Linked DNA regions of Capsicum annuum: region 2 is linked to region 1. The links are chromatin contacts, called in public Hi-C maps. All regions are on one chromosome and are shown on one strand. Each heading gives the region's core, a stretch centred on a gene start, on an enhancer-like site or on the middle of the called end of the contact. The rest is flanking DNA. Distances are from core to core; before and after follow the strand shown.

What was found. Hi-C and Micro-C count contacts between places; a contact is called where the count stands out from the background.
Region 2: a contact with region 1 is called in a Hi-C map of leaf, with 2.0 times the contacts expected there. The contact joins the enhancer-like site here to the promoter of LOC107855895 in region 1. A contact is called at or near these places in 2 of 5 Hi-C or Micro-C datasets (bud and leaf).

Annotation. Positions count from the first base shown.
Region 1 is chr6:195,644,513-195,648,731 of UCD10Xv1.1, reverse strand. It overlaps LOC107855895 (glutamate receptor 2.9), which reads left to right and starts at 2,395. Exons shown (of 5, transcript XM_016700907.2): 1 at 2,395-3,259; 2 at 3,457-4,219. The coding sequence starts at 2,974.
Region 2 is chr6:195,703,690-195,707,908 of UCD10Xv1.1, reverse strand. It overlaps LOC107855892 (protein STRUBBELIG-RECEPTOR FAMILY 6), which reads right to left. Exons shown (of 16, transcript XM_016700903.2): 12 at 3,961-4,219; 13 at 3,106-3,238; 14 at 2,446-2,582; 15 at 2,158-2,314; 16 at 1,735-2,014. The coding sequence ends at 1,907. It overlaps LOC107855846 (26S proteasome regulatory subunit 7 homolog A), which reads left to right. Exons shown (of 10, transcript XM_016700852.2): 10 at 764-1,081. The coding sequence ends at 921. Among protein-coding and RNA genes, the nearest start is that of LOC107855846, 7.6 kb to the left of the region's middle. Within about 2 kb of position 2,073, at least 4 of the 5 cell types and tissues checked have an H3K27ac peak or open chromatin away from gene starts, as enhancers often do. A contact at or near this core is called in bud and leaf, where this site is marked.

The DNA.
Region 1 (4,219 bases), core at 1,146-3,645:
AAACTAATCACATATTTGGAATCCCCAGAACGTAGGCTTCAAGAAGCACCTATAATTTTCGCATATAGAGGTAAGTGGGGTTATCTAAAAAAAAATCTCATGGTCTTTAAATATTCATGTTTTCAAAATGGAGGTTTTGAAATTACGAATATGATTATATTTTAAACATTTTATGATATTGATTTGGTCTTTAGGCCTAATTCCAATGTGATTTGATATATTCTATATGGATATGCATGTGTTTCATAATGATGATAAATTGAGAGCATGATTTACACGAAACCTCTCTCTTGATATGATATTATTTTATGTTTTCACATGATATGAATCATTTGAAATCATCTTGAAATATATGTCATGAAACGTCTTAAAAATGTCATGATTTGGATATGGTTTTTGACTTTCAAAGAGAGGGTTGTTTTGTTCATGTTGAAATATGTTGCGTATGATGATTGAATGAAGAGAATAATATGATACTAATGACTTGAAAGTCGGGTATGACGATACCCTACAGAGTATGACATGTGATTGATTTGAACAAAGTTTGAATGGATTAATTTTCATGAGAAAGGTGGATGCCTGAAGAAGGCGTTTGAGTGAAAGGACTCATCGCTGAAAACCGTAGTTGCCGATGTGGGTCATATGATATTGTATCCTACATGGGAGGATAATAAAATAATTGGGACATCTCACATTGGGGGATTCCTTGCGGTGTACTCACATGAGGGGTATATCGGCTCCAAATTCTGGCGGCTACTTGGATTAGAGGCTTGGCCGCCAAGCACCAGAGGTGGATTCCACATAGCCGTGGAATTACAATTGTAGGGTATTCCACCTAGCTCAATCGTATTACATCGGTATTGAAAACTATTACATTATGCCCATGTGTTTTCAAATAACTTGATATGAAACTGCTTTATAATGGCTCTCACCTATATTGTGTAAAAATATTATATTTCTGTTTTGATTTCTCTGCGTACCAGTACTTTTGTATAGACCCTCTCTCCTCCCAGGTTCGGAGGAACAGTCTAGGGGTCCAGACAACCAATAGATTCCTTCCGACAAATCGCAGAATCAAGTGGCGAGTCTTCTATATTTCAGAAGGCCTGATATCTGCAGTTTAATTTATCATTTATTAGTTTTGGGTTTACTGGGGGCTTTGTCCTAGTTTTCAGATAAGATTTCGCAGACGTTATAGAGATGTTGTGTTGAGATTATGGGACATTATTCCCCATTATTACTTTCGCATGATTCTGGAACATGTTTCCGTTATATTGTGTATCTTCCGCATTTCTTTTATCATATAAATTGTGTACATAATTACCAGATAGATAGGGGTGTTTCAGGCCTCATGGTTCGAAATACTTGTCACGGACAGGGCCCAGTTCGGGTCGTGACAATACAATATGTGAATGGGCAACAGATAATTAGTAGTACTGAATTTATAATGCAGGTGCTAGGAGATAAGAAATCAACCACAGATAAAGACTACAATTATAGATCTTTCATCAAAAAAATAAAGGTCATAGTTATGGATAGGGGTGTTCACGGTTTGATTTTTAACCAAATCAAATCGCGATCCAAATCAAACCGATTAAAAAAACCGATATTTGGTTAGGTTTGATTTGGTTTGGTTTTGAATTTAAAAAAACCGATACTAATTTGGTTATATATTACAATTATTTATATATTATTCATAAATACAATCTAAATATTTGTTACATTTTATATTTTAATCATGATTTAACTTTAGTCGTAACACATTCAGTCATATGTCTTCATCCAGTTGACAGTACCCTATGAGATTCTAAATGAATTTCGCATTTTGAATGACAAATGATACTAATTGTGAAAATAATATCTTGTTGCATATTGAAATTTACAGCTGAGAGAGTTGAGATTCATTAGACTATAGACAATCACTATTTTTAACTTTCTTTTTTAACCTTGATGAGCAAGAAGTTTATGTGTTCACCTTTTGGGGGTTTATCATATCATTCTGTTAAATATTGTTTTTAAATATTTTCTTAGAAGTGTTCATATGGTGTTGTCATGGCTTTGCCGAAGTATAATACTCAATTGACATCATAGTTTCAAGGTTGAGATACAATACTCAGTGATTTGTTTTTTAAATTTTCAACTTTTATCATTAGCTAAAGTTATAAACCGAAAAAATCAAATCAAACCGAACTAAACCGACAAGAACCAAACCGATGGTTATTTTTTTATTTGATTTGGTTTGGTTTTAGAAATTTTAAAACCGACTAAGTTGGTTTGGTTATGATTTTGACCAATAACCAACCCAAACTGACCCATGAACACCCCTTAGTTATGGATCATGAGTAATTAAAGATTTTATGACCTACTACTGCGTGGAAGACAAGCAGTAGTAATGCAATATGTTCAATTCGATATCATAGGTAAATTCCCAAGCAGCTTCCTCTTGCATTAACAATTACAATGAGCCAATGGCATTGACACCAACATATATATATATAATCATCTCAAAACCTAACCGTTGATGTTAACTGCTTTCGCCAATCGGAGAGGTGGTTGTTGGTGTGTTTGTTGTGGTGCGCAAGGAAAGTTATTACTGACATAGTCTAAGTTGAGCTATTTCTGGACTTTCACAGTGATAGTCAGCGTTAAATGGATTAAAAAGGACTTAGGATTGGGGAAATAAGTCAACTAAATCAATTTTGTCTCTGAGTTCATTTAGTCAGTCTCAATAACCAAACGACATATTTTCAACTGTTAGTTCATTGAAACTTCATCTTTGACTTCTCTGTCTGCATTTATGGGGCTTGGTCTTAGTATTTACTGGTCGAAGGTTATGAAGTTCCCTGTACTGAAGCAATATATTTAGAGCCACACAGTTTAGAGAACTTTAGACACATCTCTGAAAGGTGGTTACTTGCACAAACACAACTACTTCTTGCTCAGCTCTCAAATTACTTGTCCATATTTCTCAAAATGAGAAGTCCAAGATGCCACTTCGTAATTCTTTTCATTCAGTTTGTCTCCATCATTAGCTTTTACCACTGCGTAATGCCAATAAGAGGTGAAGATAATAAAACTAGTGTTGTAAAAGTGGACGTGGGAATAATTCTTGATCTGGAAACAGATGTGGCAAAAGTAATGCACACGTGTATTCTACTAGCACTTGAAGATTACCGTGCCTCCGCTAATCGCAGTGCCATTAGAATAGTCCCTCACTTGAGGAATTCCAAGAAAGATGATGTTGAAGCAGCATCCGCTGGTAAATTCAGTTCCGTGATTTACTTCTGTTAAACTAGCATGTCTTACTCTCTTTGTTTCACGAGTTAGACCTACTCTGTTAGTCAGTCATTCATGCCCTACTTGCACAAGATATTCTCTTTTTCTCTAAGATATTGTTTTTCCTATTTTGAAAGTGATTTTCAGATACTTTCTTACAGTTTGATTGTGTATGTGCAGCCATATACTTGCTAAAGGATGTCCAAGTGCAAGCTATCTTTGGGCCACAAATGTCTACACAAACTGATTTTGTCATTGACTTGGGGAACAGAGTAAAAGTCCCTGTCATTTCTCCAGCAACAAGTCCTTCACTTTCAGTCAAGGAAAATCCCTACTTCATCAGAGGAGCACTTCCTTCTTCCAGCCAGACTAAAGCCATTGCAGCAATTGTTAAATATTACGATTGGAGGGAGGTTGTAATCATCTACGAGGATAGCCCCTTTGGAACCGGGATACTTCCACATCTGACTGATGCCTTATTGGAAGTCAACACTAAGGTCTCCTATAGAAGTGTTATTTCTCCTTCAGCAAATGATGATCAAATCCTCAAGGAGTTATACAATCTGAACACAAAGCAGACCAGGGTGTTTGTCGTGCACTTGCAACTGTATCTTGCCTCACGCCTTTTCCTCAAGGCCAAAGAAGCCGGGATGATGAGCAGCGGATATGCATGGATCATTACAGATGTGCTAACGAGTCTTCTAGACTCGGTAGATCATTCAGTGATTGAGTCATCAATGCAAGGTGTTCTTGGTATAAAACCTTATATTCCAAGATCAAATGAGCTTAGCAATTTCACAAAGAGATGGAGAAAGAGATTCCGTGAAGAGTATCCAGACATGGACCCAGTTGAACTCAATGTTTTCGGGCTATGGGCGTATGATAGCATCACCACATTAGCAAAAGCAATAGCGGAAGTGGCAACTACTGCTATCCCTAAATT
Region 2 (4,219 bases), core at 824-3,323, 59 kb before region 1:
TGAAGGCGCCCATCATTATTCTCATTCCAAATTTTCTTGTTACATTGTGAATCCAACTTTACTTTTGTTCCATGTCGCGGACTTTTTTGTTTCTTGACAGAACTTGAACATGTACAAATTTAACAAAAAAAAAACTCGGATCTGTTCTAAGGTAGTCTATTAATGTAATCTTGAATTGTGCTGTTGAAATGAATATTGGGGTTTACATACATAATGTGGTGTCCTTGAGCCGAGGATCTGATGTAGGGGTACACTACTGTCCCCAGATCCCACTTTGTGGGACACTGATTATGCTGTTATGCTGTTTTACATATATAATGTGATGGGAGAACTTAGATTACTTGGTTTGGTATCCACAATGTTGGATGGGTTTATATCAACAGTAATTTAGGGTGAGTATTTACGAAATGGGATCTCCTTGAGCTTGTCCATTGACTCGTTAAACCCAAAGTTAAGGTAGCATCACCCTGAGGAGAAGTTTGGAAGAAGAGGATACTTCAATTAAGTTGGTTGTCTTGAAGAGTGAATAAGTTTAGCTGCTTTTGCTGACTTTATGGCATTTCAACAATATGATGAAGTGATGGTGGCAAATATGGAGGTCTAGAGAAGGTTAACTTTCGTGTAAAGAGAAGTGATAACTGATACGTTCACTTACATTTATTTTTGGACAAGTATAATTTCACTCATATGAATCGCTTAAATTTTCCAAATATTGTAGTAATGAGATGTATTTTGACCTTTTCATTGTTTTTATTTATTCCAGGAGCCGACATAAGAAGTGTGTGCACGGAGGCTGGAATGTATGCTATTCGAGCAAGGAGGAAGACTGTTACAGAGAAAGACTTTTTAGATGCCGTGAATAAGGTCATTAAAGGATATCAGAAATTCAGTGCAACACCAAAGTACATGGTCTACAATTAATTTGGACTACGTTTTTTTTGGTACAAACAATCAAGCGTTGGCAGGAATGGAGTGACATTGCTATATTTGCCCTTCAGTTATCCTTTGTACTCAATTTGATGATTATGTTGAGATTGCTATATTTGCCATTTAGTTATCCTGTGTGCTCAATTTGATGATTTATGCTGTCCGCTAAGATTTTATTACATGTTTATTTATCTCTCGGTGCTTCTGATTGTTGCCAAGAAAGATGCAGGACCGACTTCTGCATTGAAATGCCTGATGTCGGTGCTTTTGTTTGTCAAGGGAGGCATCTTATTGGCAAAGTAGGGCTGTTGTATCGTTCTAACATTAAGTAGTGTTTGTGTCCTAACCTGCCTTCTTCTATCTTCTGCTTGTCTTCAATTTTGCAAGCAGCACTATTTTCCCGGGTGTTAACCAATATGAAGTTTCACACGCGTTCTTAGTGGTGTTATAAATTGTTAAATATCATAGATCACTGCCTCCCGACATCAATTAGCCGGAGTCCCCCCCTCTCCCTCTCAAACCAATTAATGAATGAACCTTTGCCAGAAGGTAATAGTACAGGTGCAGAACTGCTTGGTTTGTTGAGTATAAATAACACACACTTAAAAGAGTCTTTCTCAAATGTCATTCGATATGCAAATGTGAAACTGTAATTTTTGTCATATTATCAACCCAAATCCGTTTATATCTCAACTGTCAATCGAAGTCGTTTATATGTCAACTGGTCTCCCGTAGCTAACAATATCAGGGAACATAGTACAAACGATGGTATACATTCATATATGTGGTAATAAGGTTCTGCGTAAATAGAGAGAATTTGTGTATGAATAGCAGATCAGACAATATATATATTGTGCATATGGTATTTAATTGAATACACTCTACAGAAAAAGATATTCTGGGTCTCCATAAACATCAAACAGTTTACGAGAACTATTTGTTGAACAAGTCAGCAGGTCCTGAACATCTCTTCGTCCATTCAGTCCTGATCATCACTGTGTAACCTCTTGCTCATGTTTGCTCGTTGCACTAGTCTGACTAATGCTTGAACCACTTCAGACATAGGTGGCCGGAACTCAGGCTCAGGCTGACAACATACACAAACATTGAGCTAGTGAGCGTGGTCTAAGGGAGTGTTAACGTTGTTGTAAATTGAATACATGGCATATATCAGATTAATGATTTGAAGTTAAATTGATTCAAGTAAATTAAAAAACAGAGGGAGTATACCTGAACACAGAGAGCAATAACATCAGCAAACCGGGACAAAGATTTTATAGAGTAGAGTCCAGTGAGCGATGGATCGACCATCTTTTCCAAGGCATCAATATCATGGAGCTGAGGGGTAGCCCATCTAACTAAAGACTGTTCAGATCTTGGTCTTGAGCTGAGTATGAGAAGACCACACACATTTTATTATAATAATAAAAAGTTGTCTAAAATCTCTTTTTCTTTGTTTCCAACAGACTTAGGTTTGAAATATAATCATATATTGGTGCTTAAATATAATAAACTTACCGATCGAAAGGTTTTCGTCCAGAGAAAAGTTCCAACATAACAACTCCAAAGCTGTATACATCACTCTTGGTAGTACATTTTCCAGATATTGCAGCCTCGGGTGCGCCATATCCAGATTCTATATTATGGTTCAATCCCTATAGGGAGACAAAAAAAATCCCAGTTGAAGCCATTCAGAAAATACTGATGTTGAGCTAACTAGCTAGTTTGAAGTGATTTGCCATATTTCCAATGCAAAAGATAAAAACTCAGCAAAATTGGATGACTTTATGTTGCCAAAAAACTAAAAAAATGATATTTGTGTGAGGCACTTTAAAGTTGATGACTTTTATGTGATATAAAGTAGAAAAGTAATTTCTATGTGATAACCTTTAAGTTTAACGACTTTTATGTAACAAAAAATAGAAAAGTGACTTTTATGTCATGTACATGAAGCCGAATGATCATCGGTGAAATTTACTCGCATTTTGCTTTATGGTCTCTTATAATTTTTCTTCACTTCACCATGACATTCATCTAAAACATTAAATTGACTCCCTGATATATTACTTTAGTTATGCCTATTTTGTCTAATGTGAAACTGAGTTGCATATGCATGATAACATTTTTCAAAACAATCCCACAGAACACTTTAGAGGAAGGCAAAACACAAAGCATTACCTGATCTACATCAGCCATAAGGTTTGCCAACCCACTGTCTGATAGATGAGGATTGAGATCAGCATCAAGTAAAATATTTTCAGATTTGATATTTTTATGAACTAAAGATGGAGAACAAGCTTCATGTAGGTACCTGCAAAGGATGCCTGAATTAGCTATTGAACAAAACCTGCTAGTCAAAATTGGAGAAATGGAAATCACAAATAGAAAATTTATTGTGAAGCTCTGCTTAGCTGTCTAGTGGAAACACATCTATGTCAAGAACTTCAAATTATTCCTTTTTGTATTCGAACCTAGTACCGTAGAAGCAGGGTCGGTCTAGAGGGGCGAGAGGGTGTTCATCCGAACACTCTTGACAACAAAATTACACTGTATATTTAGGGTAGACTTTATGTGTTAATGTACACAGAGATTTTGGATCCTTTGAACAATATGCAAAAGGTTAGCTCAGTGGTTCTTAGGGGCTGCATTATTTTTTACATCTTTAATTTTCGAATCCCTGAGTGAAAATCCTGGATCAGTCCCTGTACAAAAGCTTGATATTTAAGTGGAGAAAGGTAGAGGAGCAAACCTATTATTCACTGAATTTCTAACCATACGTCGTTGGCTCTCTGAGATTTCTTGATTTTTAAGAAAACAAATCATAACTCGAGAGGCGCTCGATTTACTTTCACAACATCAATTTGTTCCTCCTCCAAAAATAATGAAGGATCAAATACTAGAAGATCTATCTATTATAGATTAGGTAAGATAACCATAAAAAAAAAGAGAAATTAAGCAAACAAAAGTTTGCTCCAAGTTGCATTAGCATTATGTGATGTTCAATGAAGGTAATTTGTATATTATGAAACTCACTCGAGTGCTTTTGCTGTGCCAAGTGCAATCTTGACTCTTGTATCCCATGTTAGTCGCGTGTTATCGTCATCCATCTTATGTAGGAAATCATGCAGAGAACCATTTTCGTGGAATTCATGAACCAGCAAGTGCTGCCCATCTTCTGAACAATAACCAACCAGTTCCGTTACATTTGGATGGTCCAGCTGGGATATGTCAGGAACCATCTTGAGAAAATCTTCAGGATTCCGGAGCTCAGATGAATAAAGTTTCTTGACAG